2 separate regions of the Mus musculus genome follow, and region 2 is linked to region 1. The links are chromatin contacts, called in public ChIA-PET maps. All regions are on one chromosome and are shown on one strand. The core of a region is the stretch at or near the end of the contact, and the rest is flanking DNA. Distances in the headings are between cores, read along the strand shown. Region 1 has its middle 4.8 kb from the start of Gm32124. Region 2 overlaps Casc1 (cancer susceptibility candidate 1).

What was found. ChIA-PET counts read pairs in DNA pulled down with a chosen protein or histone mark.
Region 2: a contact with region 1 is called in an RNA polymerase II ChIA-PET map of memory CD8 T cells, with 10 read pairs. The contact joins two enhancer-like sites. A contact is called at or near these places in 1 of 484 Hi-C or Micro-C datasets (embryonic stem cells), 1 of 115 datasets of contacts at active chromatin or transcription factors (memory CD8 T cells) and 1 of 9 other capture datasets (embryonic stem cells).

What each region holds. Positions count from the first base shown.
Region 1 is chr6:144,900,263-144,904,929 of GRCm38.p6, forward strand. No RefSeq gene overlaps it. Among named protein-coding and RNA genes, the nearest start is that of Gm32124, 4.8 kb to the left of the region's middle. Within about 2 kb of position 2,544, at least 178 of the 459 cell types and tissues checked have an H3K27ac peak or open chromatin away from gene starts, as enhancers often do. A contact at or near this core is called in memory CD8 T cells, where this site is marked.
Region 2 is chr6:145,185,817-145,190,483 of GRCm38.p6, forward strand. It overlaps Casc1 (cancer susceptibility candidate 1), which reads right to left. Exons shown (of 16, transcript NM_177222.4): 10 at 1-76. Gm15543 (predicted gene 15543) reads left to right here. Exons shown (of 2, transcript NR_157240.1): 2 at 1,549-1,814. Among named protein-coding and RNA genes, the nearest start is that of Gm15543, 5.9 kb to the left of the region's middle. Within about 2 kb of position 1,890, at least 129 of the 459 cell types and tissues checked have an H3K27ac peak or open chromatin away from gene starts, as enhancers often do. A contact at or near this core is called in memory CD8 T cells, where this site is marked.

The DNA.
Region 1 (4,667 bases), core at 1,294-3,793:
GAAAGAAAAAGAAGCAGAGCCTCACTCCCTAAAGAGCATGGGGGTCCCTCACAGTGGAGGGAGCAGGCTTACGTTCACCTATGAAAGTAGCTGGAGAGACCCACTGGCTTACACTGATACATGCCCTGATGCGTGTCATAAATCGAGTTTACACTGCTAATAAACCAATCATAGCGAGCCCAGCAAAAGAGGCGATTCTTCTCTGTAAATAACGCTCCCATCTCTGAGTCAAAACCTGGGGCCAGCTCACTGCGGTGTCAGTGACGAACAAGGGTGGGATTGGGTTTGTGTGCAGGAAACTGGATGCTAAGCCCAGCCCTGTCCACCCGACGTCTCAGCATGAGAAAATGGCTGAGGCTGCCTTCCAAATGCAGAAGCAGTCAAGTCTGGATCCTAGGATTGAAAGAGAAGGAATTGCTGCCCTGTGCCTAGGACACTCAGCTCAGGAGTATCCCTCTCCAACGTCAGTTACAACAAGTTTTAAAAATAGCTTATTCTGGACCTGGTAGTGTGCGCCTCAGTAGTCCCAGCACCAGGGAGGTAGAAGCAGAAAGAAGCTTTAGAGTTCAAAGGCCAATATCCAAGCCGGGCGTGGTGGCGCACATCTTTAATCCCAGCACTCGGGAGGCCGAGGCAGGCGGATTTCTGAGTTCAAGGCCAGCTGGTCTACAAAGTGAGTTCCAGGACAGCCAGGGCTGCACAGAGAAACCCTGTCTCGAAAAACCAAAAAAAAAAAAAAACCCCATATAGTGAGTTTGAGGCCAGCCCGAGCTTCATTAAGATCTGACTCAAAACAAGAAAACAGCTCAAAGAAATGTTTTTCAACCATGGACACAGTTGGCCTTTCAAGTTGCCTACGTGAGAGATCTAAGTATCCACACTGGCTTCCAAGCACTTCCCTATCCTTTCTCTTCATAATCTAAGAAACAAGACAGATAATATTCTGCTGAAGGTCATGTTGTCTCCTAAGGTCATGTGCTAATTAGCAGTGCTAATTTCTAGAGACCAGATCTCTTCGCACCTTGTTGGTGGGGACACATCTTTACCTGGTGGGTCACTGAAAGTGCTTCATGGTGCGGACTTGGAAAGATGGTGTCTATATTTAGATTGTTGGTGTGCACCACTCGCTGGGTAAACACTGTTGGAGCTGCTTTTGATAGGTGGACTTAGGCTTGCACAACCAATGGAGAGCAGGTAGGTAAGAGAAGAGACTGGGATGTCATTTTAGTTTGGAAACCATTAAATATAATCATCTGTGTATGTGTGTGTGTGTGTGTGTGTGTGTGTGTGTGTGTGTCCATGTAAGAAAGTGAGGGAGACTTAGAGGTGGAAAAATAACACATTCCAGCCCATAATATGCTGCCGCCCTCTGTGTCCCACAATCCATGAAGATGCAGTGAGACGCCATAGGTCAATCAAAGCCAGGAAGGCTGAAATGTGTGCTAAAGTGTAGGGATTAAAATATTATGCCTGACACTGTATAATGCATGGTGGGAGAAAAAAAATTTTCGTGAGTATAAATTAGCTTTACTGTTGAGTGTAAAAGTCTTCCTTTTGGTTATTTATGAAGCTTCATCTTGAAGATTGCCTTCCCTGCGTAACAAGCAAATCAGAATTTGTCATGTGCAAATCTTGTAAAGATTGCAAGGCCGGTGCATAATTAGCCTCAGAAAAGTGTGACCAAACTGAGTGAGAAATAAAAACACTATGTAAAGGCAGGCAGGCCAGGGGAGGTTGGGGCGTGTTTGGGGCGTGGTCAGTCGTGGTGGGCCTTGATCAGGGTGTGGTCGGGCCTTGGGCGGGGTGTGGTTGGAGTGTGGTCGGCCCTGGAAACTTTCACTCTAGGTTTTCCTGACTTGGTGATATATGTTCAAAGTCTGGAGAGAAAGTAAAATTATGTAACAAGTGTTTCTCTTCTGCTGTTCAAACGGCTGCTATTGTTCCTAGATCAAAGACTTTGGTGATGAAGTGCTTACAGGGCTCTGAGTAGGAAGAAATATTTAAATAGGGAAGAACAGAGAGCGCAAGCTGGCAGAAGAAGGAAATAAGGGGTGGGGAGGAAGGGCTGGCGCGGTGATCTGCCAACGGTGAGTGCCTAAGACCCTCAGACTGGAGCATGCCTAAGCTTCCCCGCTGACAACCTCACTCAAGCTCCGGTTGTATTTCTGCTCTAAAAATCAGAGGCGAGCTCCCCCCACCCCACCCCCTGGTGCCACACATGTGCCCTTCTGCCTAATCCAGTGTGTAATGTTCTGAAGTCATGTTTGAGTTTCCTGTAAGGCACACACCGCCCTTCTTCACCAAAGAAAGACTTGTTTCGAGGTCAGATGTTTCTCACCAAGACACGGAGAAAATCCCCAGCTAATTGCTGTTGTTCAAACCCTCTTCCATCTCCTGCCTCCAGGGATGGAAGCCCGGTGCCCCCGGGGACCATTACATAGCAGTCTGTCAGGCCTTCGCGCCTGCGCAGCCTGCTGAGCTCATCCTCTGGCAGGGTGGAGTGCAGGCCAACGCTGGGTGTGAAAGCTTTGAGGGGGAAAACCCAGGAAGTGGTCGGATGACTCCGTGCTGGTACTTTGTTGAGTCAGACCTGGGATGGTTTCAGTGTGCAGAGTAGACACCAAGCTGCCAAAGAGATGTCCATCCTCTCTCTTGTCCCTTGGGTGTTCCTCAGACCTCGGGACCTCTTCCCTCACTTTGATTGCGGAGTCAGTGCCTTCAAGCCCACTGTTCTGTCCCAGCCCAGGTACCTGACAAAGCAGCTGCAGGGCTGCTAACAATACACTCGTTGTGTCTGTAGAGTGAGAGCCAACACAGAGCGTGTCCGGAATCTGATTCTTAGTTGTACAGAGCCTCCTGCAGCCTGTATTCTCTTTAAAATGCTTTAGCTGTTCCTGAATGTCTTCTGGACCAGTTCTTATCACTCTGGCAAACAGGCTACTTAAAAGGAGGAATGGCTCTTTGGGGCTCATGGTTTGAAAGGGTACAGAGGGAAAGGCGAGGAATTCACTGCTGGGGGAGCAGAGGGTACGGCTGAGAGTCTTCACCTCTCCACACACCAGCAGGCAGGAAGTGGGGTCAGGTCACAAACCTCGAGGTCCGCCCCAAAAGCAACCCACTTCCTCCAGAGAAGCTTCGTCTCCTGAAGGCTCCGTATCTCCCCCCACAGGACCACCAGCTGGGAACGGGTGTTCAGATGCCCGGGCCTGGGGGCACAGTCACATCCAAAGCATACATAACGCACTCCTTAATCAAGTCATTGTCTGCACTCTGAGAAGCACTGTCGAGCAAATGTCTTGTCACTTAATCTTGTCACTTGGACAGAGTGGTTGCAGCATAAATTCATATGGAGAAGACATCTGATAGAGTTTAAGTCCTGCACAAAGCAAATTAAGGATTTCTGGGAACTGAGTAGGCAATAAGGTAGAAGGGAACAGGGGGAGGGGGTGGAAATGAACATCCGTGCTCTACCCATGCATCCAAACAGACATTGCTTTAAAAAAACAAAAAGTCAATTTCCATGTATCCGTGCCCTTTATAACCTTCCTAGGGAAGGTTGTAGGACTTTCTGTGGTCTTTCTATACTGTAAATATGAGCGTGATAATGCTTTTCAAACATTTCTACTCCAAAAAAAAAAATTCTTTTAATGAAAAGCTACAGCCCAGAAGTCAAAGGGTCCACACCCACCCTCCCATGCTGTTCATGTCTGTGGGTTCCAGTAATTATCCTTAAAAATTCCCTGAGAGCAATTTCTTAGATTAATGACCTTCAGGGAGGCTGACACCTTCAGAAGTTAGCAAAAGTTCCCCCTCATTAGAGAATGTGCAGGTGGAATTAAGTTTAAAGAGATGGGGAGACTGTGCTGCCTTAGCTCGGAAGATCCTCTGTGGAAGAGGGATGGATGCAGGAGGGTCAGAACACAGAGAAGGGACAGGGGACTGGAGACTGGAGTGGTGTGCTTTGTAAAACAAAGGAAGAAGGAGCCCTGAGCCAGCAAGCTAGAAAGGAGCAGAAAGAGTATTCCCCCCTCGATGCCTGCAGAAGCAACGGAGGCCTCCTGATCCTTCAGTGCAGTGTCGCTCGGAAGCTCCATCCTTACAGGGGCAGTTTCCATGGCCAAGCTCCTGGTGACTTCTGCCACACCTGCCGGATCTGACAGAGAGTGAGACATAGGAGCCCAAGGGATGGCTGCACAGTGAAGACACAGAGATTCCTAGACAGACCTCCCGTTCTGGGCAGCATCTTTTTACTGTGCCAACCTAAGAAAGTCAGCATAAAGGAAACTTCATGTATTGTGGCTCACAGATTCAGATTTCGGGCCATGGTCACTTGTTCCATCTCTCTGGACCTATAAGAGGCAGAAAAGCATGGCAGGATGGGTGTGGACAAGAAAAGCTGCTTGCATAGAACAGACCAGAGCAGAGAAAGGAGAAAGAAGGGAAGAGGAGGAGCAAGGGGAAGAGACGGGAAGGAAAAGGAGGAGGAGAGACAGGAAGAGAAAGGGGAAGAGAAAGGGGAGGAGGAAAAGGAAGACAAGGAGGAAGGGAGAGAGGGAGGGAAGAGGGAAGGGAGAATATTGAACGTCACTGTTTCTATAAACCACTACATTTCTGCTTCACCAAGGAAGAAAGGAAAGAAAGCAGAGCAGAAGTCTCTATATGCACAG
Region 2 (4,667 bases), core at 640-3,139, 280 kb after region 1:
AGACTGCTTCACTCAGCAGCTTCATCTCCAGTTCAAGTTGGGTGGTTTGGGAATCCTCCCCTTCAGAGTCGGAAGTCTGCAATAGAAGAATGGCTGGCAGTGAGCATCAACATCCTCAGAAATTATTCTCTAAATGCAACAGGAGGGTATTGGTCCGTAAAATAGCCTAGAGACCAGGGTGAGGCTCTGTCTCAAAAAGCCAAACCAAAAGGACAACAAAACCAGCAGCAGGAACAGCGGCAGCAGCAGCAGGAATGGCTTTTTTAGCACTTAGCCTAAATGCTGTCACTTCAGGGACAGTCTCTGGCCTGTTGATTTGATTTGTGCGTATTTTGTCTCTTGATCACCCTATGCAATCTTTTCAGTACACATGCTGGTGTATATCCAGAATATAGTAGGCTGTCACCCCTCTACAAGGCTGCTCATTAGAGACAAGTCAGTAGACTGGGAGGTGGCCCAGCTGGCAAAGTGCCTGCCTAGCATGCAGGAGGATGGGGTTCAAGCCCCCAGCCCTGCATAAAACAGGGTGATGGTTTTTGTCTGTGATCCCAGCACTCTGGTGGAGGCAGGAGGATCAAAAGTCCAAGGCCATTCTCAGGTACACAGCCATTTGAGGCCAGCTGGGTTACATAAGATGCTGTGTCAAACCCCCTAAATCCAGAGAAACAACAACAAAGCAAACAAACAAAGCCCCCAAGATCATTCAATGGTAGAACCCTGAGGCCACATGGAGTCTTAGGTTCACTCTCTAGGACCAAACAGACACAACCAAAGAAAGGCAACATCAGGCTGAGTTTCTTATAGCAGATTTCACCTGAGAGTTAGACTGTGTGTGTGTGTGTGTGTGTGTGTGTGTGTGTGTGTGTGTGTGTGTGTGTGTGTGTGTGTGTGTGTATGCGTGTGTAGTATGAGCATGTTTGGGCATGTATGCCTCTGTGTGAATGTAATGTGTGTATACACATTCAGGCATGCACATGTGTGCATGCATGCTCTTGAGTGTACATGTGGAATTTTCTTATGCATGCTTGTTCAGTTTTTCTTTTGGAAGGACTGGGGATTTAAGCCAGGGCCTCATCCACACCGGCCAAGCATCTGTCGCTGAGTTACATTTCCAGGCCAGTTCAGTCCCTTAATGAGAGAGACACTTCGAAACTTAACTTTCAATTCAAAGACCCATGTCCATCTATCTGCTTGTTCCTCAGGGTAGTAAAATATTTTTGAAACTACTATTTTAAATGTTCTACTTTGAATAATTTCTCATTAATTATGCCCTACTCAAATTAGCCCTTTCTAAACATGTTGTGCTATAAACAACTTAGAATGTTTATGGTATTTTAAAATATATTAAACATTTAAATATTTTTATTGTTAAATATTTTTTTAAATATTTACAATATTTTTAAAAGCCATTCAAATCAATTAAGAGTCGGTATTAAGAGCCCTCTAGTGGCCAACTTCTTAATAAGCTCATGAAAAAAGAAACCTACACTGTCATTTAATGTCAGAGAATTTTCAATTTACATTACTCTTCACTCTCAACTTGACTAGATCCCACCCTGAACATGGACTTGCGATTCTGTGAGATGATGTCACAACCTAAACAGAAAGAGAAGAGAGAGAGAGCTGAACATGGACGTTCACAGTCTCTGCTGTCTGGCTGCAGAAACCCCGTGTATCGCTACCTCGCGCTCCCGCTGCTCCCGTGATACACTGCATCCCGTCATGCCATGAACCTATACAATCCCTTCTTTCCCTAAGTTGTCTCTGCCTGCTATTTGCCACATCAGTGAAAAATGAAAGTACATAGAAAACGCAGTATTGAGGCGCAGCGATGTCACTGCGAGCAACCTGGCCACGTGATCATAGCTTTGTCACCGCGAGCAACCTGGCCGCATGATCATAGCTGTCACCGAGCATCCTAGCCACGTGATCACAGCTTTGTCACCATGAGCATCCTGGTCGCGCGACCATAGTTTTAGAACTGATTTGGGGCGAATACGGAAACAGCCTAGAGCCATAAGCCACAAGAGCCCTAGAATTCTGTAAGCAAGAGCTCAGTGGCTGTCCGGGTGGAAGTTTGGTAGAAGACAATAATGAGAAATCAGTAGAGTGTATGGCTTTTCAGACAGGGTACAGCATGAGGCTTCAGAGAGGAAGAGGAGGAGGAGGAGGAGGAGGAGGAGGAGGAGGAGGAGGAGGAGGAGGAGGAGGAGGAGGAGGAGGAGGAGGAGCCGTTGTCCTGGGAACTAGGCTAGAAGCTGATGATGTCATATCCTGGCATAGGATTTCCTAAAAGTTTGAATGAGGCTGGATCCAAAAGTACTGAACTACATTGACATTTTAAGACAGAAACAGCCAGGCTGGTTGTGGTCACTGCTCACAGTGCTTAGATTCATAGTGAGGGGGTAGAGGGCTTTAAGTAATGTCCAGTTTGGCGAGGAAAGGGGTGAGTCTAAAGGTACAGGTGAGGAGGGTGGCAGCCCCTCTATGCTAAAACTCTCAGAGCCATTAACGGAAAATTGGGACAAGTGGGGGTGGGGGTAGGGTGCAACAGAGAGCAAGACCCCACCCATCAAAGGCTCTAACTCAGATCCTGCCTGGGCACTTTTGCCTCTGTGGACATCCTGCACATGTCCTCCTTACCATGTCAAGTGCTGTCAGGCTGGAGGTATGACAGCAACAGCACACATGCCTAATATGTTGAGAGGGGGCCTCCTGGAAATGGCCCCTCTCTCATCTCCCCACATTCTCAGTGTAAAGTGTTTCCTATCCCAACTCCCAGCCTGCCTTCACAAGCTCTGGGAAAGCGTATGAGGCTCCTGGCAACTGCCTGCTTCGGGGTTCTGAGATCTATCTGGGTATGCCACAGGATGCTCCGCCAATCATCACACCAACTGGAATCTACCCAGGGCAGCATTCAATGGTAATAGAAAGCAGACAGGCGTGGTTAGCCACATTCTCTAAGGCCATTAAGACTAAGTCAGGATTAAGCGTGGTCCTTCCAAGTTCAGAGAGTAAGTCAAACACCTGCTGGGACAGGTGTGAGACCCTAACACACACAGGTCCTGCCGCTGTTGTTATGAATTCACAGGCTTACGCTTTTAATGTAAAGTATTTCCAGGATCCGGGGATTGCTCAGAGCAGGCAAGAGCACGTGCTGTCCTTCCAGAGGGCCTGAGTTGTTTCTCAGAACCTGAATGAAGCAGCTCAAACTCACCTGCGCCTTCAGCCCCAGGGGCTGCTATGCCCTCCCTGGCCGCCCCTGACACTGCACTCATGGGCACAACCCCACCAACTAAAACCAACACTGTTTTATGAAAACTGTTTCCTAAGTGACCTACATTAACAGAATGGCAAACTGCAACTCCATGAGGCCACCCTGACGGATCCCTAGATACAAGATGGAATGCTTTAGTTTGCAAATTCAACCCATGGTTCAAATTACAGTTTCTAAGTTCTGTCATTTTGCAGTTTTTAAGTTAATGCAATTCTTATGTAAGACACTGGTAGATTTACATCAAATATTAACTATGATCAAGCCACTTGATGCAGAGTGGAGAATCGTCCAACACCCCGACAGGCCAGGAACGCTGCGGAGTCTCTTGTCAGTCACGTCCGTGATGACGGTTCACTTGCTCTGTTCTGACTGCGACTCCTGTGGTGCTTGACGTGAACCCCCATTTCCTTTTATTGTATTTTAAATTCTTATTTACATTGAGATGATGCTGGTTCAGGGACCACTTCCCATGGCCTCCCACTCACCCACATATTGCCTCCTGTCTGACTGTTAAAGCGATCTTTCCTCTCCCTGGGAATCAAGCAATGGCCAGGAGGTGCTGATCTCTGAGAAAGCTACCATTCCCAGAGCTGAAGTGAAACTGAACAAAAGAATCCTATTTCCTGAAGGGAATTTTTATGTTTGTTTCTCAGACAGAGTCTCACTATGTAGACCAGGTTGGCCTTGATCTCGCAAAGACCTGCCTGCCTCTGCCTCCTGAGAACTGGCAGGTTTTTGAAGAAGAAAACTGATCGGTCATTTCTGGCTCTGCAGCAGCCTTGTCCAGTTCTCTTCCCTGCAGGCCTGTACACCTTCCTGTTACAATCACACACAGTACAGTTACCTACCTGTGTGGACAGTCACCTCACACCCGTTTTCTCTATTGCTTTAGACTTGTAGATTCTTTAAATTTTTTGATACAGCTGGTGTATTTCAAATAGGGTTTTTTTTCAACATGTTCTTAGAATATCAAATGACACAAAGTTTTCAGCTTTACATGTATGCTTTGTGTGTGGATGGTATGGGTGCATGTCTGAGTGTGTGCACATGCCTTGTGCCATGGCTATGTGTGGAGGTCACAGGATGGCTTTCAGGAGCCAGTCCTCTCTTTCCACCATAAACGCCCTGGGGACACATTTAGGTCTGCAGACACCTTTGTCCACCGAGCTGTTCAGGGTCTAATTCACATTTTTATTTCAAATTCACACAGGGTCTATTCCTTAACTCTTTCCACACTTAAAGAAAGTGAACCAATAAAAGCCATGCACTGCTTTGTCTTATGCGCTCCTGCTGAGGTTTTGGGGTTCCCTGAAATCCCAGTAGGCTGGGGCAACAAAAGCAGCTTCGAGCTGAGAAAGGACTATCCAAGTCCAAAGCTGTTCTAACATAA